Linked DNA regions of Mus musculus: all the other regions are linked to region 1. The links are chromatin contacts, called in public Hi-C, HiChIP or PLAC-seq and promoter capture Hi-C maps. All regions are on one chromosome and are shown on one strand. Each heading gives the region's core, a stretch centred on a gene start, on an enhancer-like site or on the middle of the called end of the contact. The rest is flanking DNA. Distances are from core to core; before and after follow the strand shown. Region 1 holds the start of Rps23 (ribosomal protein S23). Region 2 holds the start of Serinc5 (serine incorporator 5). Region 3 holds the start of Zfyve16 (zinc finger, FYVE domain containing 16). Region 4 holds the start of Dhfr (dihydrofolate reductase). Region 5 holds the start of Hapln1 (hyaluronan and proteoglycan link protein 1).

Evidence for each region. Promoter capture Hi-C pulls out the DNA fragments that hold promoters and counts their contacts. Hi-C and Micro-C count contacts between places; a contact is called where the count stands out from the background. HiChIP or PLAC-seq counts read pairs in DNA pulled down with a chosen protein or histone mark.
Region 2: a contact with region 1 is called in a promoter capture Hi-C map of embryonic stem cells, with 4 times the contacts expected there. The contact joins the promoter of Serinc5 here to the promoter of Rps23 in region 1. A contact is called at or near these places in 1 of 39 promoter capture datasets (embryonic stem cells) and 1 of 484 Hi-C or Micro-C datasets (CD4 T cells).
Region 3: a promoter capture Hi-C map of liver shows a contact between it and region 1, with 3 times the contacts expected there. The contact joins the promoter of Zfyve16 here to the promoter of Rps23 in region 1. A contact is called at or near these places in 4 of 39 promoter capture datasets (hippocampal neurons, liver and pre-B cells), 1 of 484 Hi-C or Micro-C datasets (CD4 T cells), 1 of 115 datasets of contacts at active chromatin or transcription factors (regulatory T cell precursor) and 2 of 9 other capture datasets (adipose tissue and liver).
Region 4: a Hi-C map of CD8 T cells shows a contact between it and region 1, with 4 times the contacts expected there. The contact joins the promoter of Dhfr here to the promoter of Rps23 in region 1. A contact is called at or near these places in 12 of 39 promoter capture datasets (3T3-L1-derived adipocytes, the C10 cell line, the HPC-7 cell line and 9 more), 11 of 484 Hi-C or Micro-C datasets (B cells, CD4 T cells, CD8 T cells and 8 more), 4 of 115 datasets of contacts at active chromatin or transcription factors (astrocytes, embryonic stem cells, large pre-B cells and 1 more) and 2 of 9 other capture datasets (adipose tissue and liver).
Region 5: a contact with region 1 is called in an H3K27ac HiChIP or PLAC-seq map of embryonic stem cells, with 5 times the contacts expected there. The contact joins the promoter of Hapln1 here to the promoter of Rps23 in region 1. A contact is called at or near these places in 4 of 39 promoter capture datasets (the 3T3-L1 cell line, frontonasal cranial neural crest, liver and 1 more) and 3 of 115 datasets of contacts at active chromatin or transcription factors (bone marrow-derived dendritic cells, embryonic stem cells and stem cell-derived neural progenitor cells).

What each region holds. Positions count from the first base shown.
Region 1 is chr13:90,921,790-90,924,429 of GRCm38.p6, reverse strand. Rps23 (ribosomal protein S23) reads right to left here and starts at 1,308. Exons shown (of 4, transcript NM_024175.3): 1 at 1,231-1,308; 2 at 684-843; 3 at 1-104. The coding sequence starts at 1,234.
Region 2 is chr13:92,609,840-92,612,479 of GRCm38.p6, reverse strand. It overlaps Serinc5 (serine incorporator 5), which reads right to left and starts at 1,342. Exons shown (of 12, transcript NM_172588.2): 1 at 1,193-1,342. The coding sequence starts at 1,219.
Region 3 is chr13:92,529,519-92,532,158 of GRCm38.p6, reverse strand. It overlaps Zfyve16 (zinc finger, FYVE domain containing 16), which reads left to right and starts at 1,349. Exons shown (of 18, transcript NM_173392.4): 1 at 1,349-1,460.
Region 4 is chr13:92,353,472-92,356,111 of GRCm38.p6, reverse strand. Dhfr (dihydrofolate reductase) reads right to left here and starts at 1,329. Exons shown (of 6, transcript NM_010049.3): 1 at 768-1,329; 2 at 413-462. The coding sequence starts at 853. It overlaps Msh3 (mutS homolog 3), which reads left to right and starts at 1,109. Exons shown (of 24, transcript NM_010829.2): 1 at 1,109-1,349. The coding sequence starts at 1,212.
Region 5 is chr13:89,539,282-89,541,921 of GRCm38.p6, reverse strand. Hapln1 (hyaluronan and proteoglycan link protein 1) reads right to left here and starts at 1,286. Exons shown (of 5, transcript NM_013500.4): 1 at 1,010-1,286. Gm34699 (a long non-coding RNA gene) reads left to right here and starts at 2,253. Exons shown (of 8, transcript XR_382713.2): 1 at 2,253-2,366.

The DNA of each region.
Region 1 (2,640 bases), core at 59-2,558:
AGCCATCATTGGGCACGAACGCTGTGATCTTCTTCCCGTTCTTAATGAGCTGCACCCTGACGCACTTCCTGATGGCAGAATTTGGCTGTTTGGCCTCAACCCCTCTGCAATATCAATGGCACATGTGAAGTCAGTAAGGTTTTTAAAATTCGATTAAGAATAAAAGTAGAAGCAGCTCCTAGTCAATCCAGTCTCAAATCCTGCAGATGCCACTATTTTAATGAAGTTTTTACAGGCAAAATCGAACTTTAGCGCCACTGGAGTGGTAAAAATGAGGATTCAAACTCTTGTTGCGAAATTTGTGAACGCCACACACAAAAAAAAAAAATCATCACTCTAAAAAGCCAATGCACCAGAAACATGCCAGAAAAGGAATTTTCTCAACTCCAAAAAGATACTAAGAATGTACCAGCTGCTTAAGGTATAGCCCCCCCCCCAACTGTTCAATGTATGCTTTAGTATGTACTATATTACTTTTACTTCTTCCATTCCTTCCAGACTACAGCCGAAATTAAAAACTTTAGTAATCTCATCCCTGGCCGAACATAAACAAGCACATTTCCCATTTTTTCCTTATAAAAACCCCAACCAACGCAGGCTCAGGATCTTTTGCGACTTTTGAAGAACTACTTCGTTCTCAACTACGGTAAACCATCGCTTCTAGCGCGCAGCTTTTGACTTACACTTTTTCCAGCACAATTCCCTTTGCATGAGAGGCACCCCCAAACGGATTGGCCTTCAGGGCTGTGCCCAAGTGGGCTTTCTTGTACTGTTTGTCATGCCACTTCTGGTCCCGTCGGTGACTGCGGAGCTTCCGGGCAGTTCGGAGACCACGACACTTGCCTAAAAAACACACATCACTGAATGCTCCGCAAACCGAGCCCGCGCTTCCGCACACGAGCTTCAGCAGAAGGGACGTTTGCGCCAGAGACCTGTGGCTCCTCTTAGCACGTGGGCCAATTACCCTCGAAATCCCCTAACTCGGAGCTGCACACAAACCCAGGCTGGGGCCTTTACGCTTACTTAAATTTCCAGGGTAATGGGTCCCGGCAAGGCCGCCCGAAGGCCGCAGGAACTCTTCCGTATGGCCACGTGCCCGCGGGACGGCGCCCCTTCTCCCGACCTCCGCCCGGTTACAGCCCTACTCTCCGCTCTATCTCCCCACGATAGGCCGTATCCCGAGCTCTAGAGCCCTGCGGCGGCCCCTCAGCCCAGCCCCGCACAGCTCACCCATCTTGCCGGCGCCACGGGCCCAAGAGAAAGAGAGAGGAGGTGCAGGAAGGACCCACAAGGCATTGCGGGAAGCCCCGCCCAGCCGAAGGCCCCGTGCGGCTGTCCAAGCGGCGCCTGTACCGGGGAGTGTGTGGGTGGAGGAAACGATTCAGTGCCTCCACTTTTGTGAGACACAGAGTTTTGTTTAATATGTATCAAATCCAAAGCAATTTCATTTACGCTGTTATTTCCTTTTCAGGCAAATGACAAGGCTAGAGGAATACGGACTACCAATCCCAGAAATCTTTGCGCTAACTGCTCACTGCGCAGGCGTCCTCTGCAACTCCCTCAACCCACCCCCCCACCCCCCCACACCTCAGGCCCAGGGCTGGGCGGTGCTAATTCGGAAAGGGCGGAGCGGGGTGGGGCTGGACGGAGTAGGAGGTTCCCAGCGTCAGTAAATTGTAAATTTTAGTGAGGCAATGATTCAGTGATGAAAAATCGATTATTTTTGTTGTTGTTGTTTCTAGCCAGACTTGAGCTTTAAACAGTGAGCTGACATTTGTTGGTTGTGCGTCCTTGCTTAATTCTAGTACCTTTACAACCCGAATCTTTCCTGTAGTTTTTCTGGGATGTTGAGTCACATAAAAATGAAAATTTTAATGTCTTTGCACTGGATATTTGGCAGTTAAGAGAACGAAGATTTTTCTCGTTAAGTTTATATTCTAGGTAAAGGGACAGAGCCTATAAATATAAAAAAATATCTTTACACACTGACAAATGTTATAGAAAAATGAAGCTTTTTAGTGAAGGGGTGGACTTTAAGAAGGTATCCCTGTAGGTTACATTTGAGCTGGGAGCCTATATTTAGCATAGGATACAGCCTTCCAGAAGTGAAAGGTGGTTCTCTTGTCAATTGAACTGAGAGATTAAAAAAAAAAAGCAACAGTGGTTCTGAAAGCCTGGGCATTACAGAACTTTACAGCTGGGCATGGTGGTGCATGCCTTTAATCCCAGCACTTGAGAGGCAGAGGCAGGTGAATTCCTGAGTTTGAAGCCAGCCTGGTCTACAGAGTGAGTTCCAGGACAGCCAGGGCTACACAGAGAAACCCTGTCTCAAAAACAACCAAACAACCAAACAAACCAAACAAACAGAACTTTACCGCAGTAAAGCCTTCTGAAACTCTCCTCTGATATTAAATCTTTAGATTTAAGCTGGGGATTCTTTTTTTTTTTTTTTTTTTTTTTTTAGATCTGTTTATTTTATGTATGTAAGTACACTGTAGCTCTACAGATGGATGTGAGCCTTCATGTGGTTGTTGGGAATTGAATTTTAGGACCTCTGCTCCCCGGTCGGCCCTGCTTGCTTGGGTCAACTCCATTTGCTCAGTCCCTGCTCTCTCAGGCCCAAAGATTTATTTATTATTA
Region 2 (2,640 bases), core at 93-2,592, 1.7 Mb before region 1:
GCACTTGCCTAGAACTTACAGCACCAGCAAAGAGAGAGAGAGAGAGAGAGAGAGAGAGAGAGAGAGAGAGAATGAATATTTGCAATTTTCTGAAAACAATCTTTTCTGCCCCTCTTGGTCTAAAAAGCCTGAATGGGTCATATTCCTTCGTCCTTCCTTTCCAGACATTGAGGGGACGGGCATCATTTTACTCAAACCAAAAAGCCCCACTTTCCTCATTTCTGAAAAATGCCAGCTTGACATACAGGGCCACCTCTAAGAGGACAGGACTACTATAGGCCACTAAACCTGATGGGTCCAGAGACACAGCTTAACCCCCTACAGCACGTACAGCTGGCTCCCATTGTCCTGACGTTCAAAGTAAACAAGACCAGTCCTGCACCTGAATGCCCACCCACCGCGATCAGATTCGAGGTTTTGTTTTTGTTTTTTATAACCCCTTAAAACCTAACAAAAAGACAACATGGGAGAAAGACATCCAGATGGCTTTACCTAGTTCGCTGTTGTTTTTCTAACCCTGCAGGAAAAAAAAGGGAAATTAGCATTAAAGGGCTAAAACCTAATAATTCTCTCCAGTTAGGAGCCTCCTATGGCTTGGATATCGTGAATTTAACTGGCAAGATTACAAAACAGGTTCCAGCAAGATGAGTTGCAAAGAAGGGAGCGAAGGCTCGTGCCCAGTCAGGGTTGGGTAGGGTCCGGTCGGTAAACCCATAAAGCAGGGCTGAGCCTTCCCTGTGCCTAGACTTGTGTCCGGGAGTTTGCAAATCGGATATCCAGACGTTCTCGTGAATACAGAGCCCCATGTTCTAGACCTGGAGATGCCAAACGCGGCCGCCCTGCTCGGACTGACCAGTTGTGCTCGGAGTACAGAAACAGAGATCTTGTCCAACCCCACGTTTTTCCTGGATTTATCCCACAGGCAGTGCAGTGGCAGGAGAGCTACGGAACTCAGAGCCACTACTCGAGGCTTCGACCGGAGGTGACACGTCCTGGGAACCGATGGGATCCTCAGCTCCAGACCCGCTCGCCCTGCCAGCCCGGAATCCCGGAGGCCGAACACCGAGGTCGCTGGGGTTGCCTCTCGGGCTTCCCCGCGTCCCTTCCCGCCCACAGGGTTTCCAGAACTCGAGCTTGGCTCGCGTCGGTGTCCGCGATTCTGATAACCCGCGCGGCAGCCCGCCTCGCTCACCTGGCCAGCACAGCACCGGGCAGACATCACCGCGGCCGACGACCTCGCCTCGGGGACGCTGCCCGCTGGGCCCGTCACTCGGGCCCTCTCGGCTTGGTCCGCGAGCGCGCGACTGAAGAAGCTCGTCTTGCTTCCTATCCCCGAGCCCAGCAGCCCAGCTGAGAGCCCCGTACCCTGGCCCGAAAACAACCGCCGCCAAGCCCCGCCCCACAGGCTCCGCCCTAAGACCGCCCCGAGTGTAGGTTCCGCCCCATATCCTAGGCCCCGCCCCTTGAGCGGCCCGGCGGATGGCTATGGCCCCGCCCCTTTCCGGGCAGCACAGTGGGCTTCTTCCTCTCTGGCACTTCCGCCGGAGTTAGACCAAGGGAATGCAGTCTTTACAAGCTCTCGGGTTTTACTGACCCGCCGGGTTTCGCGGCGCTCCTCCGCCCCGGATCCAGTAAACTAGATCCGCTTGCCTTTGGTAGTTAAAACCGTAGCCCTAGAGGAAGACTCCCTCCCGAATGCCCTGCGCTGGTCCCTCCACGAGGGCGCCACTGGTATGGGACTGCGATCGCCTTACTCCTCAGGCATCTACCAGATCCACGTTCGGGAAACCCCTCTGTTCCCGCACCCCCTCAGATGCCAGGTCTCCCCAGGCGCCTAGCTGTTCCACCTGCTGTTCCCGCGGAACTCTGACCGAGAGTCGATCTGGGAACCTAGGTTGGGGTCCTAGTTGCCTCTCAGCTGACCCACGTTGAAAGGAGGATTCCAACATTTGCTTGTTGGATGCCAAGGGAGTGCCAAGTTTTGCTCTCTACCTGAATCTCTTCTCACGGTTACTTCAAATGTAAAACCATTTCTGTTAGTATGATTTTTACACCAATGCCTTTTTGGTTGGAAGAGTATTTCAGATAAACATTGCTGTACCCGTGTGAGGAAAGTGACAGCGGATAAGTAACTTGAATAGCTTGCCTAAAGCCTTGGGAAGTGAAAACGCCTAGCTGACAATCCTAGCCTAGCGTCTGATCCTCAGGCACAAAACCCAGGACTTGACCTTCCCTGGACAGAGCCTTTGCCTATAGTGTCTTGGGAACTTTAGGAGATAGAAACTAAAAAAAACTGTTTTTGATAATCCGTGCTTTAGTTATTACCAACGCTGAATCTTCTGGCGTCTTAGATCCAGGAGTTTAGAGTAACACACACAACCGAGCCCTACTTGGCGGTTAAGAAAAGTTATGAAGACAGTGGCTGTAACTAAAAATAAGAAGGTGTGGGAGGAGCAACCTGCTGGGTGGCAGCCTGTAACTCAGAGCCAGGACCTCCGCAGGGCTTCACAGCGAGCTCCATTGTTTGCTGCAGGGCGGTCACTAGACTTAGAACTTCAGCCCCTGGGGAAACCGGTCTGACACCAAGAGTTTGTCTTTGTGGGAACCGACCAAGAGGTGGGGGAGGGGGGTAAACTGTCC
Region 3 (2,640 bases), core at 100-2,599, 1.6 Mb before region 1:
TTACAGGTGTTCCTGGGGAGGGAATTTGGGCTACTGTACCTGGCTACTAAGCAGGTTCTTTCAAAAGTCCTACTTTATATGTGAATTTGTGTTAACTTATATCCACACCAGGATATGAGAGTATCCACACTATTCTCACCAATGAATTCATCTATAAATTAAGCAAATTGGTAAAACAGATTTATGGAGAATACACTGTTTCTGCTATATTAAGTTTGAACATCAATAAAATGTGGTAGACATGCTATTTTGTGAACTGATTTGCATATACTTTAAAATGTTGTTTTGTTCATTTAAAATAACTCTTATTTGTCCTTACATTGTACTATATACTTTTGCCCCTAATTTGTATGCACAAGCCACTGCTTCTGAATTGAGGTTCCAAAAAGACGACGGCCCCATTTTATCTGTGACAGTGTCCAACGTATAAAAGTGAAAATACACACTGTACTTTGTAGAATTATTCTTATATTTTTGGTTGTGAGACTAGCCTTTAACGGCTGAGCCATCTCTCCAGCCCTTGTGGAATTATTCTTAAGATTAATTAGCTAATGTAAGCGAAGCATCTCTTTTGCATTGTCTGTCAAAGAACAGGCCAGTCACCTTACACAACCAAAAGTTTTGCTCTTGGCAAAAATCAGAGTTTAGAAGGGGAACCAGAAGTAGAGATGCAGAATCTCTGAAAGATAAACTACAGTTGCCAATTACTGAATTGAGGACCTGAGCTCTGACTGTGAAGTCTCTTGAGTACAAATCACAGCAGCGATAACGCTTGTAATCTCTCGAAAGCCTAGGCGAGCCAGCAGTCCCCAAGCTGGTCCGGATACTAATTTTCTCTTCGCTCTCTTTGAATTTTAGAAAACTCGTGGTGAAAATGCGAAGGCCGAAGCAGAGAGCGCGCGCGAGGCATCGGGCATCTCCTTCCGAGAGGGTAGCTGGCTTCTGGTTTTAGACAGCAGCCGCTCTGGAGGCTACAGAGGGTTGGAAATGCAGAAGTACAGCCAGAAGTGCAGGGCGGCGTCGGCCAATCCGCTCACCCAAGGACCGGCATTTAGGAGCTGCCCGGAGGTGAGATACAGTGTCGGCCGCTGGATTTGGCTGGTGCAAACCGGAGTGCCGGGTCAGCTGAGCTGTGGCACTAGTCACCTCCTGAGGCCAGCAGAAGAGCGTCCTTGGAACAGCGTCCGAGCGCAGGATCCCAACGGAGTCGCCTGGCCACTTCCGGCGCGCCCGCGTGGACTGGCTCGGACCCGAGCAGCGCGCATGCGCATAGATCAAGCCTCCCGGAGGGGGCGTGGCAGCGGGAAGCATTCTCTGCGCCTGCGCCCTTCTCTGCTAGGTCGGCTGGGGACGAGCTCTAGGCTGGCGTCGCGCTGTCCTGGGTGTCGTGGCCGGGTTACTCTTCACGCCTCACTGCGGCGTCGCGTCGAGTCCCCGAGAGCTCGGCGGGGTGTGGGGAGGTAAGAGCCTCGGAGCCGCCACCGGCCTCTCCTCAGCGTACTGCGGGCGGAGGGGCGGGGCGGCCTCGGACTCGCTAGGCTGCGACGGCCCGGCCTCGCCTTCCTCCGGGACCCGCCTGCCACCCTGGGCTCTGTGCGGCCGAGATACCCGACCCCATCGCGGGCTGGGCTGGGCCGGGTCGGGCCGCACTGGATCCCGCGAGTCCCCGCGGCGCCTGTTGTCGCCGCCTCCTCCGTTTCACTGATGCCTCAGTGTTCGCTCGCTGTCTTTGGTGCCTCTGAAGAGATGACCTTAACTTTTAACAGTTAACCTGTTTGTGCGACCGTGATTGCAATTTGTTACATTCCAGACTCATGTTCTTGGTTAGCCATGTCAGAAAACCAGCCCGTAAATTTAAATATTAACTTCATCTTTTAATTCAAAGAATAAGTTGGTGATGTCATCCGGTTCCGTCACTTACTCGGCTGAGTTTGGCATTTCTCGAGTTGGCAAAAGTTTAGTGGTTTGATCGTGTCTGTCCGATTTTTCACATAACTTCTTTTTTCCCCCTTCTCTTTGATATTAAACTACACATTTAGTGGCAAGCTATTTAAAAATTAGAGGAGGGAATTAGGAATGAGCTAGTCACCATTCCACCGTGCAAAAGTAACCAGCCGCTTACCATTTTGACATTTTTCTTTGTCCTTTTTTTTTTTTTTTTTTTTTTTTTTTGGCCCCTGTTGCATTTTAAACTTAAAATGATAAGAGTGTTGCTCACCTTTCCCATGTTTTTAAAAGCTGTACACATATACCCATTACATTTTTTTACTATACACATAATAATATGAGCAAAAACAATCTTTTGAAGTAGCTACCTTACAAATAAAACTAATTTTTTTGTCCCCAGTCATAATGCCAATTACACATAGTATCCTATATGGTTGAAGATAATGACAATTGAAAAATATTCAAGAAAATGTAATTGTTAATGCAGAATATTTACCATTTTGAAAATTAAAACTCTGGAAATTCTTTTTTTTCTTCACATATTCACTTAAAAATAGTCATACAATGAAGCAAATACTTTATTATATTAAAAAATCTTGGTTGTTTTTAAATTCTAATTCTAATGTACATTGAACATTTTCTTCATGATCATATTACTGTCTTTCACAATTTTATACCCCTTACAGTCTAGTG
Region 4 (2,640 bases), core at 80-2,579, 1.4 Mb before region 1:
GTCAGTCACCCAGACTGCCTCACTGAAGACCACAGCCTTCATCCCACCGTGTCTTCCTAAAGCCAACAGATTTAAATTATTTTTAGCCTCTTCTCCCCTGCATTTTTCTCCATTTACTCAAGTCTTCTGTCTTTCAGTAACAATTCTAAATACCGGCTCAGGTCTCTATTCAAAGTGCTAAATTTTGCTGCCGATTCTGCCCAGTTATATTCGAGCTATATGCACTTGCTAACAAAATTTCAAACATAGAGTATTCTAAGAGGATGTTTAATAAAATCTGGGAATCGCACAAAAATTTCTAGCAAGAAACAGAGATCCCAGATTCCCAGGGGAGACTTTCTACTCATACCTCTACCATGTAAATCTTGCTTCAAGCAAACATAATTCTCATGACTTAATTACTCTACATTACCTTCCACTGAAGAGGTTGTGGTCATTCTTTGGAAGTACTTGAACTCGTTCCTGAAAGTTAGAGAAACAGTTAACCCGTCATGTATGCTCAGGCTCCATTCAGCGACGAAAGGTGCAAGTCCGGTGTGGGTGTGGGGGGTGGTGTTGCTGCCCGCTCAAGGACAGGACTTTGCTCCCGGCCAGGGAGCCTGTGAGCAAAGGCTGGCACAGCAGGGGGATCACCGCGGGAACCGGTAGCTTGGTCTCTGGCTGAGGCCGGTAGGCCTACCGCTCACGCCCGTCCCGCGCGTCCAAGCCAAGTGCATGACCCTACTCAGTGAACCGCCTCAGTTTCCCGAGCCCAGCCCGGCCAATACCTGAGCGGAGGCCAGGGTAGGTCTCCGTTCTTGCCAATCCCCATATTTTGGGACACGGCGACGATGCAGTTCAATGGTCGAACCATGATGGCAGCGGGGATAAAATCCTACCAGCCTTCACGCTAGGATTGCCGTCAAGTTTGGCGCGAAATCGCAGCCCTGAGCTGTGTACCACTTGCGCAGCTTAGGCCCCGCCCCCACCAAGGCCCGCCGCGCATCCTATTTGTGCAGCTAAGGCTCCGCCCCTACCAAGGCCCGCCGCGCATCCTATTTGTGCAGCTAAGGCCCCGCCCCCACCAAGGCCCGCCGCGCATTCTATTTGTGTAGCTAAGGCTCCGCCCCCAAGGCCGGTCCCGCACAGGTTGAGGCGTGCGCGCGCGCAGGCGCGAGAAAGTGCGGCCGCGCGCTCGCGCTCCTAGCAGGCCGGCTCTTCTGCACACTGCAATGCCCCGCGGGAAATCCGCGTCGGGAGGCTCTACTGCCGCCGGCCCAGGCCCGGGGAGGCAAACGGTTCTAAGCCGGTTCTTCAGGTCTGCGGGAAGCCTAAGATCCAGCGCGTCCTCCACGGAGCCAGCAGAGAAGGTAAAGTACGGCTCCGCGGCGCCCCTAGCGTCCACCTAGGCGAAGGCCGTCCCGGGCGGGTTCTGTCTGGGACGGGGCGGAGCTAGAGGGCGGGGTGGGGCCGGACCGCTAGGGGCGGGGTCAGGGTGGGGCGGGTGCGTAGCCGTCGTGGCCGGAAGCGGAGGCCTTATGGAGAGCTTATTAATGGTGGGTAGGGCTAAGGGGCGGGGCCAGGGAAGGCTTAAGGTGGCGGCTTCTTCTGGTCCTTGTTTTAGTTGACTTTTTTACCCGACCAGCGGTAATAGATTTGAGGTCTTGGTGCTTCCAGTCGGTAGCCGGAACCCGAGCCAGAAACTTCTATCGTGGTGAATGGCGAGGACTGGCCGGCCGGCCCAGGATGCGTTTTTTAACCTCTGTTCTTCATTCTTTCCTTTACATTTTCCCTACTGTATTGATGGTTGAAGAGGAGCTTTATTTACATATGCTTGCTTGGCTGACTAGAAGAAAGCTGTCATTAAGGCTAGTTTCTCAGAATTCAAAACCATGTGCTCTGTCTTTCTGATCCCCGTGCCAGAATATCGTTTTACTGTACAGATTTCCAGTGTAAGCATTTAGATGGATGAAGTTTCTGTACATGCTTATAGTTGGCTACTTCCTGTTGCTTGCAGCCCATCAGATAGTTCAAAGCAAAGCAAAGAGAAACAAAACCAAAACCCCATCGTGATACTGCCACAAACACAGGCCCAAGGATGTTTCCCACACTAGCTGGCAATGTGTCACACTTGTTCAGGGTGAGTTAAGGCCTCGGTCATTTCCCAGACTGAAGATGTAGAAGGTGATTGTAACGGGCATCTCCTGTATTTTACTGCAGTTGCAAATCAGTTTAAGAATCTTAACCCATTTCATTTATATTTCTTTCCAATACTGACTAATGCTCTACTCTCTCTTTTTAAGGCTTTTTTTTTATTTCTGTACATTCACTAAGATTCATTTTGCACTCACCACTGAGAGGATATTAGGCAAAAGTTTTAAGTTTTTCATAGATTATCTGCCAACAGATAGTCTCAGGACATCTTTTAATAGTGAATGGAAGCTTTGAAACAGGAAATACATTGGTCGTTTATTACTCCTCTTCCTTCTATAATTTTGCATTTTGAAAATAGATTTTTTAAAATTGATCTTGTAGAAGTATTTTATTTAACATATGAGTAGGAAAGTAGAGAATTCCACATAATTTTAGTAGAATGTGAGGTAATGAGAGACTGTTCCTGCCAGTTTCTGTCTCTGATGGCAAAAACAGTCACCCCCAACA
Region 5 (2,640 bases), core at 37-2,536, 1.4 Mb after region 1:
TGGAATGAATAAATATTACATTTACTAGGAAATTAATTCACAGACTTTATTTCTTAATAACCATTCGGTTCTAAGAAGCCAGCCAGTATGTTTGATTTCATGACATCATACTGGACCACTTACAGGAACATTTTCCACCCTCAAACTCCCCAAATGTACTGGCTACCTTGTGTACTTTTCCAGTGATAAATGAAAATAAAACAACTTATTTTCAAATGAACAGACTGTATTATTTGGACACAACAGGCATATTCAACAGAAGAGGACAACTTAATCCAACCCTAGGACTACAGGTTTGCTTTCATTAATGAGTAGCTTCAACGTGCAAATAAGTCCTTTGGGCAACTTTTTAAAAAGTGTTCTTAACAGCTACGGTTTGGAATACTTTTAGGACATTGATATTGTCCATTGACAAATTAAAAAAAAAAAAAAAAACTCCTAACAAAAAACCCAATGCATTATAATTATCTGTTCCTAACTTTAAAATTACTCAGAATTTTAGAATTACCCACAATCTGACGTTTCAAAGGCTGTTAATCTAATAGGTATTAGCTATAATGGAAGTAACTTTCTTTTTCACGTAAACCTATACATCCCCTCAGAGAGAAGTCGTAACTCTGGGATGGACATTCTCATTGCACAGTTCATCCGCACTCTGTACCCCTTACTCTCATCTCGGCTGCTATAAAACTGCCTGTTGAAGTACAGATGGAAAAGCCACCGTTTGAAACCGTGTGCCTTTCAGATTAATAGCAACAGTTGCAAAAGCTAGGAAAACTTGAGTTAATTCTTTCTTCACGTCTAGACTGAACCTGTTTATTGCGATGCTATTTTATCTGACAATAGTTTTAAAAAGTGGAGGTGCTATGTTAAATAAAGACTGAAGAAAACAAGAAAATTTGTTTACTCCGTACATACATTATATGCGCAGTGCTATGAAATATATAAGGCACCAAGATATGTCTGAAAGAGGGGGAAACCCACCAAACAGAAATGATGGAAGTTTTACCTTGTCCTGAATTCCAGTTCAGAAGCTGAGTCCCACTTAGCTGGGAGCTGGAGATGAAGTGAGCTAGTGCTCGTCCTGACCTTAAGTTTGTCTCTGGGCGAGTGCGGTGTGGGTGTGGGTGTGGGTATGGGTGTGTGTGTCCGAGCGCGTGTGTGCAGAATGTCTCTTTGTGGTGTTGGATGGCAGAGGTCCTGATCCGAGGATAAAGGAGCCACTTCTCACCAAGAGCAGAAGAAAGGCAAAGCGTCACCAGGAGACTTCTCCTCCCAGATCCTCTAATTACAGCCTAACTGCACTCCATGCAAACTTCAGGGGGGGAAGGGAGGGGCAGCTCTGTGCCCAGACCTTGTAAAACAGCAGTCTCTTAGATGACTCCCTCTGCTCAGATCCGGAGGATTCAGCTCTGGAGTTCAGGAAAAGCAGCAGGCCCAACCACAAGCCCCCACCCACACTGTACCTCCTGTTGCCTGTCTACTCTGGGTTATGTCCACAGGAGGTGCCACTCGGGATCTGTGGGATGAATTGTAGCCTCTACTGACTTTCCTACACAATTTGTCACCTTGTAGTTTGGGTATCTAAGCATCGGAGAGGTTTTCCCCCTACAGACAAGAGGGACAACTGAGCACCTAACTTTTACCCAGATTGCTTGTTTTGCCCAAATTGTTGGCTGCGGGACTCAGTATCTGTGTTGGATTAAATTTCCTTTAACCCACAACTGCTATTGTGTCCTTAGATGATAGTGCCTAAGAACCTGAGTTTATTTATAGAGTGAGGAATGCAAGGGGGAGTCTGGGTGGGTGGGGTTGGGTTATAGATCCACATTCAGGATTAGAACCAGATGTCACAGGACCAGGACATGGGCGCGCGCGCGTGTACGTGTGTGTACACACACACACACACACACACACACACACACACACACACACACACACACACACACTTAAAATAACTACTGGGGAAGATGATGGGACACGCGGGAAAACGCCTCCTGAACAAATAGACATTTATTTATAACTCGAGGGAGAGTATATAGGTCCATTGATTCCTGCCTTGAGTAGCCAAGGGGTTTGGAGAGGAAACGGCTTCGCATTTCAAAAACAGAGCCACCTTTGATTGGGCCTAGGAAAGGCGGAAAAGAAAGGAAAAAAAAAAAAAAAAAAAAAAGCACGCTGCAGGAAGCAAACAGCTGCTGAAGCGGCGGGGCAGGGAACTGATCTGGCATCTGGGCTGAGGAAGAGCAAACAAGCTCTAGAGGCCCACAGGGAGGGAGGGGGAGAGAATCACTGCCTGAGAGCAGGCGTAGTGCGGTGGACCCGGGCCCTGGGCAGCATCCCAGGCACTCCGCGGACCACTGCAGGTAGCCAGGGGATCGCCGGGGAGAAGGCGGTTCATCACTTCGGGGATCATTCGGTTCATCACTTCGGAGATCATAGCTTGGGGGCAGAGGGGCGCGGAGAGGGTGTAGGGACCAGGGGCAAAGAGACTGGTACTCCAGACTCTTGGCAGATAAACTAGTGAGGCAGGCTGGAAGGAGGGTGACTGGGGACTCCGGGTCGGGTAGGTGACTGGGCAGAAGCGCTGAAGATCCTAGTCCTTTGGCTGGCGGAGAGCGGCGCTACTGTCTTAGAGAT